2 separate regions of the Zea mays genome follow, and region 1 is linked to region 2. The links are chromatin contacts, called in public Hi-C maps. All regions are on one chromosome and are shown on one strand. Each heading gives the region's core, a stretch centred on a gene start, on an enhancer-like site or on the middle of the called end of the contact. The rest is flanking DNA. Distances are from core to core; before and after follow the strand shown.

Region 1 (3,404 bases), core at 481-2,980, 190 kb after region 2:
ATGCACTTAGAAGTGACCTGAAAATTGGCAATCACAGCTCGTAAGCAATTAGAAAACAGAAAACTGAAAGTAAGCCCCTAATTTCTGCAAACTCTGACCATGAGTAATCATCACAACTTTAAATAATGCAACTAGAGTGGATACCAAATTGCAATGGGAGTTAAACAAGTAATCAACATTCCATAAAATTAGTTTTGCTGGGGAAATATCTCAGTGCCAGTAATTATCGATTGAAGAAAATGTTGAAAATTTAGTCCAAAGTGAATGAAACAGCACAGAGGCGAAACCCCCGAACCTCATCACAAAAATGCACATAAAGAAACGCATTACTTAGCATTCTTTACAAACACTTCAATTTCGATCAACAAGTAGGATAAGGATCTTCTCTGATGACAAACAGAAGGTAAACGAGCATTGGTTCAGAAAACCGCAAGAAGGACATCTCATACTACTTACCAAGTTCTCGGATGCAAAACGACGGTGTCTGAGAGATTCTACGAGCCGACCCTAAAGCTTCTGTATGTGTATCTCCCAAGAAACCGATCTACGAATGCCAGCTTATCAGTTCGTCTTTGTCATAAGCAGAAGAAAAGTCCAGGTAGTGTCAGCAACAAGAGACCTGTAATTTGTCATTTGTAGGACGTCAGGGAATGGGAAGAAAAAGAAGGCGTGAAGGGCCATAAATGCAAGCGACAAAAAATATTGAAGACGAGATCACAAACCACAGCAAACTACAGAGCCAGAAGGATTCCAAATAATGAAGCGCTAAAAATCAGAGCTTTCTGAAAAATCGCAACATCACAAGCACACTGCAAGGATAATATTATCAAACCAAAATCAAGAAAGTTGTCAGCTTTCCCACACTATTATCCAACCAAAACCACAACATCAAAAAGGACACAAATTTTTCGCACAGGCAAAATTTAGGCAGGAGTAGAACATCATATGGCCAATAAGCAGAGGGGAGAACCTCCAAGAACAAGACTTCCGACCCCGAACTCATCCGCTGAAACAATGGCGGCCAGGCCAGAATAGAACAGAGGGAAGCAGCCAAGAACAGGAGATAATCCGTCCCCTCAACTGCTCACCATGTCACGGGGGGGCGAAGCCCACCGGCCGCATTGGAACTGCCATGATCCAACAAAAGATTCCGCCTCTCCCCACTTCCTCAAACAAGGAGACAAGGCCAACCAACCAAACAGCAACACCTATAAACAAGTACTAATTTATCGCCATCCACATGGACAGAGATACAATCCTCCGTCACTAGGCCATGGACGGGAGCAGACCCAGATGCAGACGACGGAGATTAGATTGGCCAGCAGATGACGGTGAGAGGGATCTTCTCCTCCTCGGCTCCCTCTCTCTCCCCTTTCTCTATCTAGTGGAGAAGAAGAGAGAAAATGGGCTTCTCGAAGAACAGGAAAAGTTTGTCAACTTCTGGTCTTCTTATTCTCTGCCGGCTCCTCTTCTCTTGTAGGACGCCCTGGCGGAGTATATTGTTCTCACTCTACCAAGGTTTGGTGGTGGATAGGAGAAGGCATTGATTTTCTTCATCACTTTGCATTGGGGTTCGGGTGCAAAAAGCCATAAATTAGGGGCTTCTCTGTGCCTTTCCCATTCCTCTCTTTTTTTTCCTCCGTGGTGACTGGTGAGTTCAGCTTTTTGGACAATTGCAGACGTGGGTGATTTTCTGCCGATAGATTTGCAAATTTGGCATCGTTCTCATGGGCTGTGAGAATTTACCATTAACTCTATAATTTATAGACACGTATGGACCCATATACTATAGAGACGATTATAACAAAAAAACAAATTCAGCATAGATTTTCAATTATTCCATTCTTTGCCCTCTCACACACACTATCTCTCTTTCCCTCCCTCTAGGAGTGGCTGGAGTGCCTTTCTGACTTTCTCTCTCCTGTGCCTCTGGATTGGAGCATGGAGAAAGGAAAGGCAGGAAGATCATAAATGTAGCAGCACCGCTACATGCACACACCGAACCTGGAAAACCGCAACAGCGTAGTTCTTGTCCCCTAGCTGACCGGTGACAAATTCACAACTAATCACCTGATACCGAAAGGGGTGTCTTAGAGGGTGTTTGGTTTCTAGGGACTAATGTTTAGTCCCTTCATTTTATTCCTTTTTAGTATATAAATTGTTAAATATAGAAACTGAAATAAAGTTTTAGTTTCTATATTTGGCAATTTTAGAACTAAAATGGAATAAAATGTAGGGACTAAACATTAGTCCCTAGAAACCAAACACCCCCTTATCTTGTCGTTGATCTACACATATCAAGTGTTTCTTTCCTCGCTAATTTTGGTTTGGATTTATGTGCAGTGCATAAAGAAAGGCTGGAACAGGAGTCAAAAGCAGGAGCCGTTTCTTCAATTCATTTGTTTCTCCGGCTGCGTAAGCGTAATGGATGGTTTAATGAGAAGTTATGTCATTTTCCTGGACCTGGATTCGAAGGATTCCAATTGTACTCGCGTCCACTGTACTGGTCAATTCTTACAGGCAAGGACGGTCATTTACTAAAATCATTAGGCCATGTGTAACTCCATTTAGGGCCCGTTTGGCAAAGCTCCAGCTCCTGCTTCTTTAGCTCTAGATCCTGATCCTCGTGAGGAGCTGATCCTCCTGATTCTCCTAGAAAATCAGAATCATTTTTAAAACTGTTTGGCAAGTAAACTGATTCTTGTCTTCTGAGAGTTGGTGGTCTGTAGCGATTGTCTGTTTTACTCTTTGCAGTTCAACTTTATTACAAATCAATAAGTAGGATGCATATACGGAAAAATATATGAAACAATAACATATAAAATATTCCCATCATAGTAGTGCATAAAATGGTCTCAAATGTTTAATCCATAAATTGGCTCGTTATGTTTTTGTCCAATGGCAATTGCGGGTAATTTCGATCAAACTTTAAGGGGAGGTCCATATTTGGTTGGTTGAGGAGCTGTTTTAAGGGAGGGTGGAGCAGGTTTTTTTAGATCCCACCTTTCTTCACAAAAAACGACTCCTGATCTTTCGGCTCCACACGAGAATCAGTTTAAAAAATACTCGTTTGGCACGGCTCCTCTAGATCCTCGCTTAGAATCAGGAGGTGGAGCTGTGCCAAACGGGCCCTTAATATGGTCTATTGAGGGGGTTTTAAGGAGCTAATTGAAAAAATATAAGAGACGGGTTCTTTGTGAAGAGCTCGTCTCCTCACGACTCTCTATACATGTTGTTTCTTAGCTATATTTATTATCGAGAGTCTCATGGTTATATTGTGAAGTCTCTTAGTTGTCTTTTGTATTTTGAAAACCGAACAGGAGTCTCAGGGTTGTACATGCCCTTACACAACTTGGATGAAAATTGCACGGTACTGTGCATCGACACATGCCTACTGAGATGTT
Region 2 (3,419 bases), core at 450-2,949:
TAAAAATGTCTTATAATTTAAAAATAAGTAAATTTTATAGAATTTAGGGCACCAATAAAACACCTCGCTCCAACAGTAAAGCCTCAAATCTAGATTATAAGGCAGCCCACTACGGTGTAGTATATTTGAGGCACTTGAGAGGGTGCCCTATAGTTTTTTGACAAAATTTGTTGAATTGAGGCACTGTTGGAGTGTTTTTTCCTGTGTAGAGCCCTATATTTCAATTTGAGGCACTAGTTTGAGGCATTGTTGGAGATGCTCTAATGACGTGACGTACCTGCGACTCGGTGAAGGTGATGTCGGGGGAGGAGCTGAGTCCGGCGAGGTCATGCTCGAGGTACTCGAAGACGAGGTAGATGGAGGGGGAGGAGCGGGAGGTGACGAGGCCCTCGAGTCCGACGACGTTGGGGTGGCCTTGGAGGCGGCGGAGGATGAGGATCTCCCGCGCCATGAACCGCACGCTCTCGGGCTCCACGCTGTCGAAGCGCACCTTCTTGAGCGCCACCAGGCGGCCCGTGGCCAGCTCCCGCGCGCGGAACACGCTGCTGTACGTGCCCTGCCCCACCTTCTCCAGCTTCTCGAAGCCGTCGGCGCGGAGCGGCACCCACCCGTGCACGGCCTCGGCGGCCACCGCGCTCAGCCACGCCGGCCACCCGGCTGCCGCCTGCTCGCCCTCCACGCACGGCCGGACGCTCCCCAGCCGCGCTGCCGCCGCTACCGCAGCCTCCCTCCCCGACCGCCGCCGCCGCCGCTCGTCCTCGTCGTCGTCTTTGAACGCCTCCAGCCGCACCGGCCGGCTCCATATCGACATCGCCGACGCCGACGCCGACGCCGAGCCCAGGTCCGCCGACGCCGACGCGCTGCGGGACATATTGTAGGAGCACGACGACACGTCGTCCTCGTACGACGGCGAGGACACCACCCCGGGCCTCGACACCGCGCAACCCATGTCTGCCGCCCTCGCCGCCGACCGGCGGGCCAAGCACCTGCTTATGGCTCCACGGAGGCGGCGGGGGACTGGAAACAGAGGAGGAGCAAGAACACAGGGGAGGGAGGGGGAGGGTCGGTCTCCTCTCTCTCCTCCTCCTCCTCCTCCTCCGTTCTGTCTTGTTCTGTTCTGCCTCCCCGGGCGATCAGTCTCCTCCCCCTGCGTCCACAACAAGCAATCCGAGCAGCGGCTAGCCTAAAGATAGCAACGAAGGCGATGGCAGGCCATGGCCGATTGCTCCAGCTGCCCGCCTTTAATTGGTGCTCAATCTGTCCTTCCCTTTTGCTTTTAGTTCCTGCGCTGGTCTTGAGCTGGGGAGCAAGTGCACCTCTCTCACTCCCTCTCTGATCTTCTTGTCTGGCCTCCTAAAGCCTAACTCTACGCATGGTGGAGGATTAGGGCCTTGGGGGGCTTTGGTTAATTGCAACAACCTGTCTATGCCAGAGACCAAGGACGAATTGAAGAACAGGTGCAGCAGATCCAAAAAAAAAAAGTAAAAGTTGAAGCTTTTGATAGTGTTTTGGATAAATTTTGTCGTCGAACTGGTTGGGACTTGGGAGTTTGTTAGTAGTTTTTTCTTTCGCGAAAAGAAAGAAGATACAGGTGTGCTGGAACGCAATGGTCAAAGAATGCATTTGCTTTGGGTGAGGGTACACGGGCAAAGGGGAATTAGTGTGGAATTGATGCGCGCGCGCAAGAACAGGGGGGACACCAACGCGGTGTCCTGGTTTTGGGCGGGGAAACGTTCATGTGGCAATATTTATAACGCTAGGGCAGTAAGCAGTATGGGCAATGCTGTACTAGCCGTTTGTATTTAAACCCCGGTCTGCCCTTTTTCATCGAATTCTAAATTTCAAATTCAAGTGCTTACTCATTCTTGATGGTTTAGTGCTGTTTGTGAGCGATGATGTGGTTGATGAAAAGATGAGCACATGTGAGCAAAGGCAGCTTGTTTAGTGAGCAACATGGGCATCGAGTAGTGGTTAACAAAAAACAACTATAATTAGCATGATAAAAGCGGGGATCTAACGCTTTCGACAACGTGTATTTTTTTCTCCCCTTTTGGCTTTTAGTTTTGGCGTGTTTGGAGAAAGGGATATATGCTCACAATTTCTAGGGCATGTTTGAGAGAAGGGACATTAGAGGGCCTAAAATTTCCTTTTGCTATTTAATTTTAAAAAGTGGTGGGATTTCAGCCTTCCAATCCTCTCTATCTCCTCGCTCTCAAATATAAATAGGAGAGGGAGTTTAGCCCCTCCATTCTCACCTCCACCAACCTCATTTTCATGATATTCAAAATGGGAGGGAACGTTTGGCTAGCTATTGCCATGGTGGTGGGCATTAAGTGAGAATGTTTATGATAGGGACAGTTGTCGGACGTTAAGTTCAGTCTAGGTCTCGTTTCTTTTCGCTGGAGTTCTGTTTGTTTATGCATTGTGTACCGTGTACTTATTTTGGAATCATTGATCGCGATGACGTGGGATTTCGTTGAAGTGAGAGTAAATTTTTTTCACGCTAGTTTTACAACTCTATTTATCTAAGAAATTTTATTTTTTAAAGGAAAATGAACTAATTTTCTCTAGAAAAAATTAAAAAATCTCTTAGAAAAAAAATGAGGTTACCAACTACAACTAGCCCTAAAACTGTCTTTGGGTTCCATTTCTTTTTTTCCTCCTTTGGAACGGCGTGTATCTCTGTATTCCAAAACAAGATCTGGAATTTATGGGAAGCTCGCAGTACTGCACGACGCAGCGCGCGCTGGCCGAACTAGGGGCGGATAATGCCCAATAATGCACTGCAATGGACTCCATGCCATCTGCATGGTTGGTTAATTAGCTTAGGCTATCTCCTACCTCATTTTCTAGTTTATTGTCAGCATACCATCGGCTTCAGTACACTTTGAACACCAATCGGCAAGCGCAGGAACGAATGAAGCTGCTGTTGGAAGGATGGGCCGCCGCGTGCGCAGGCCTAATACGCGGGTGACGGGAGCCGAATGGATGACTTGACTAATGGGCCGTGGACCGTGTCCAGTATATTGTTGTACAAATACTCGATAGGATGCTGCTAATAGAGTTGTCGAATAACAGAACAATATTCGTCCATTCCTTCTGTTCTTCTTCCTCGGACCTCTCCTGCTCTCTTCCTCATATCCGGTAACATTCACGACGAAGGTGCGTGACAAATTTATCCATATTTCAAATATTTCTCTGTAAACAGTATCAAACAATATTATCTATATTTTTGTACTCCCTCCGTTTCTTTTTAGTTGTCGCTGGATAGTTCAATTTTACACTATCCAGCGATATCTAAAACGAAACGGATGGAGTATCCCTTATTGTTTACGCTCTGCTAAAAACAGTCTTAGCTATCGAGGCACTGCAAGAACTCCTTTTGTTTTCTTTTTTGAGAAGTGGTTGGCGCCTTGGCT

What was found. Hi-C and Micro-C count contacts between places; a contact is called where the count stands out from the background.
Region 1: a Hi-C map of root tip shows a contact between it and region 2, with 5 times the contacts expected there. The contact joins the promoter of LOC103640243 here to the promoter of LOC100192893 in region 2. A contact is called at or near these places in 6 of 25 Hi-C or Micro-C datasets (bundle sheath, ear, endosperm and 3 more).

What each region holds. Positions count from the first base shown.
Region 1 is chr1:161,862,540-161,865,943 of Zm-B73-REFERENCE-NAM-5.0, forward strand. It overlaps LOC103640243, which reads right to left and starts at 1,731. Exons shown (of 6, transcript XM_008662863.4): 1 at 1,089-1,731; 2 at 457-619; 3 at 1-17.
Region 2 is chr1:161,676,700-161,680,118 of Zm-B73-REFERENCE-NAM-5.0, forward strand. LOC100192893 reads right to left here and starts at 1,700. Exons shown (of 7, transcript NM_001358485.1): 1 at 278-1,700. The coding sequence starts at 949.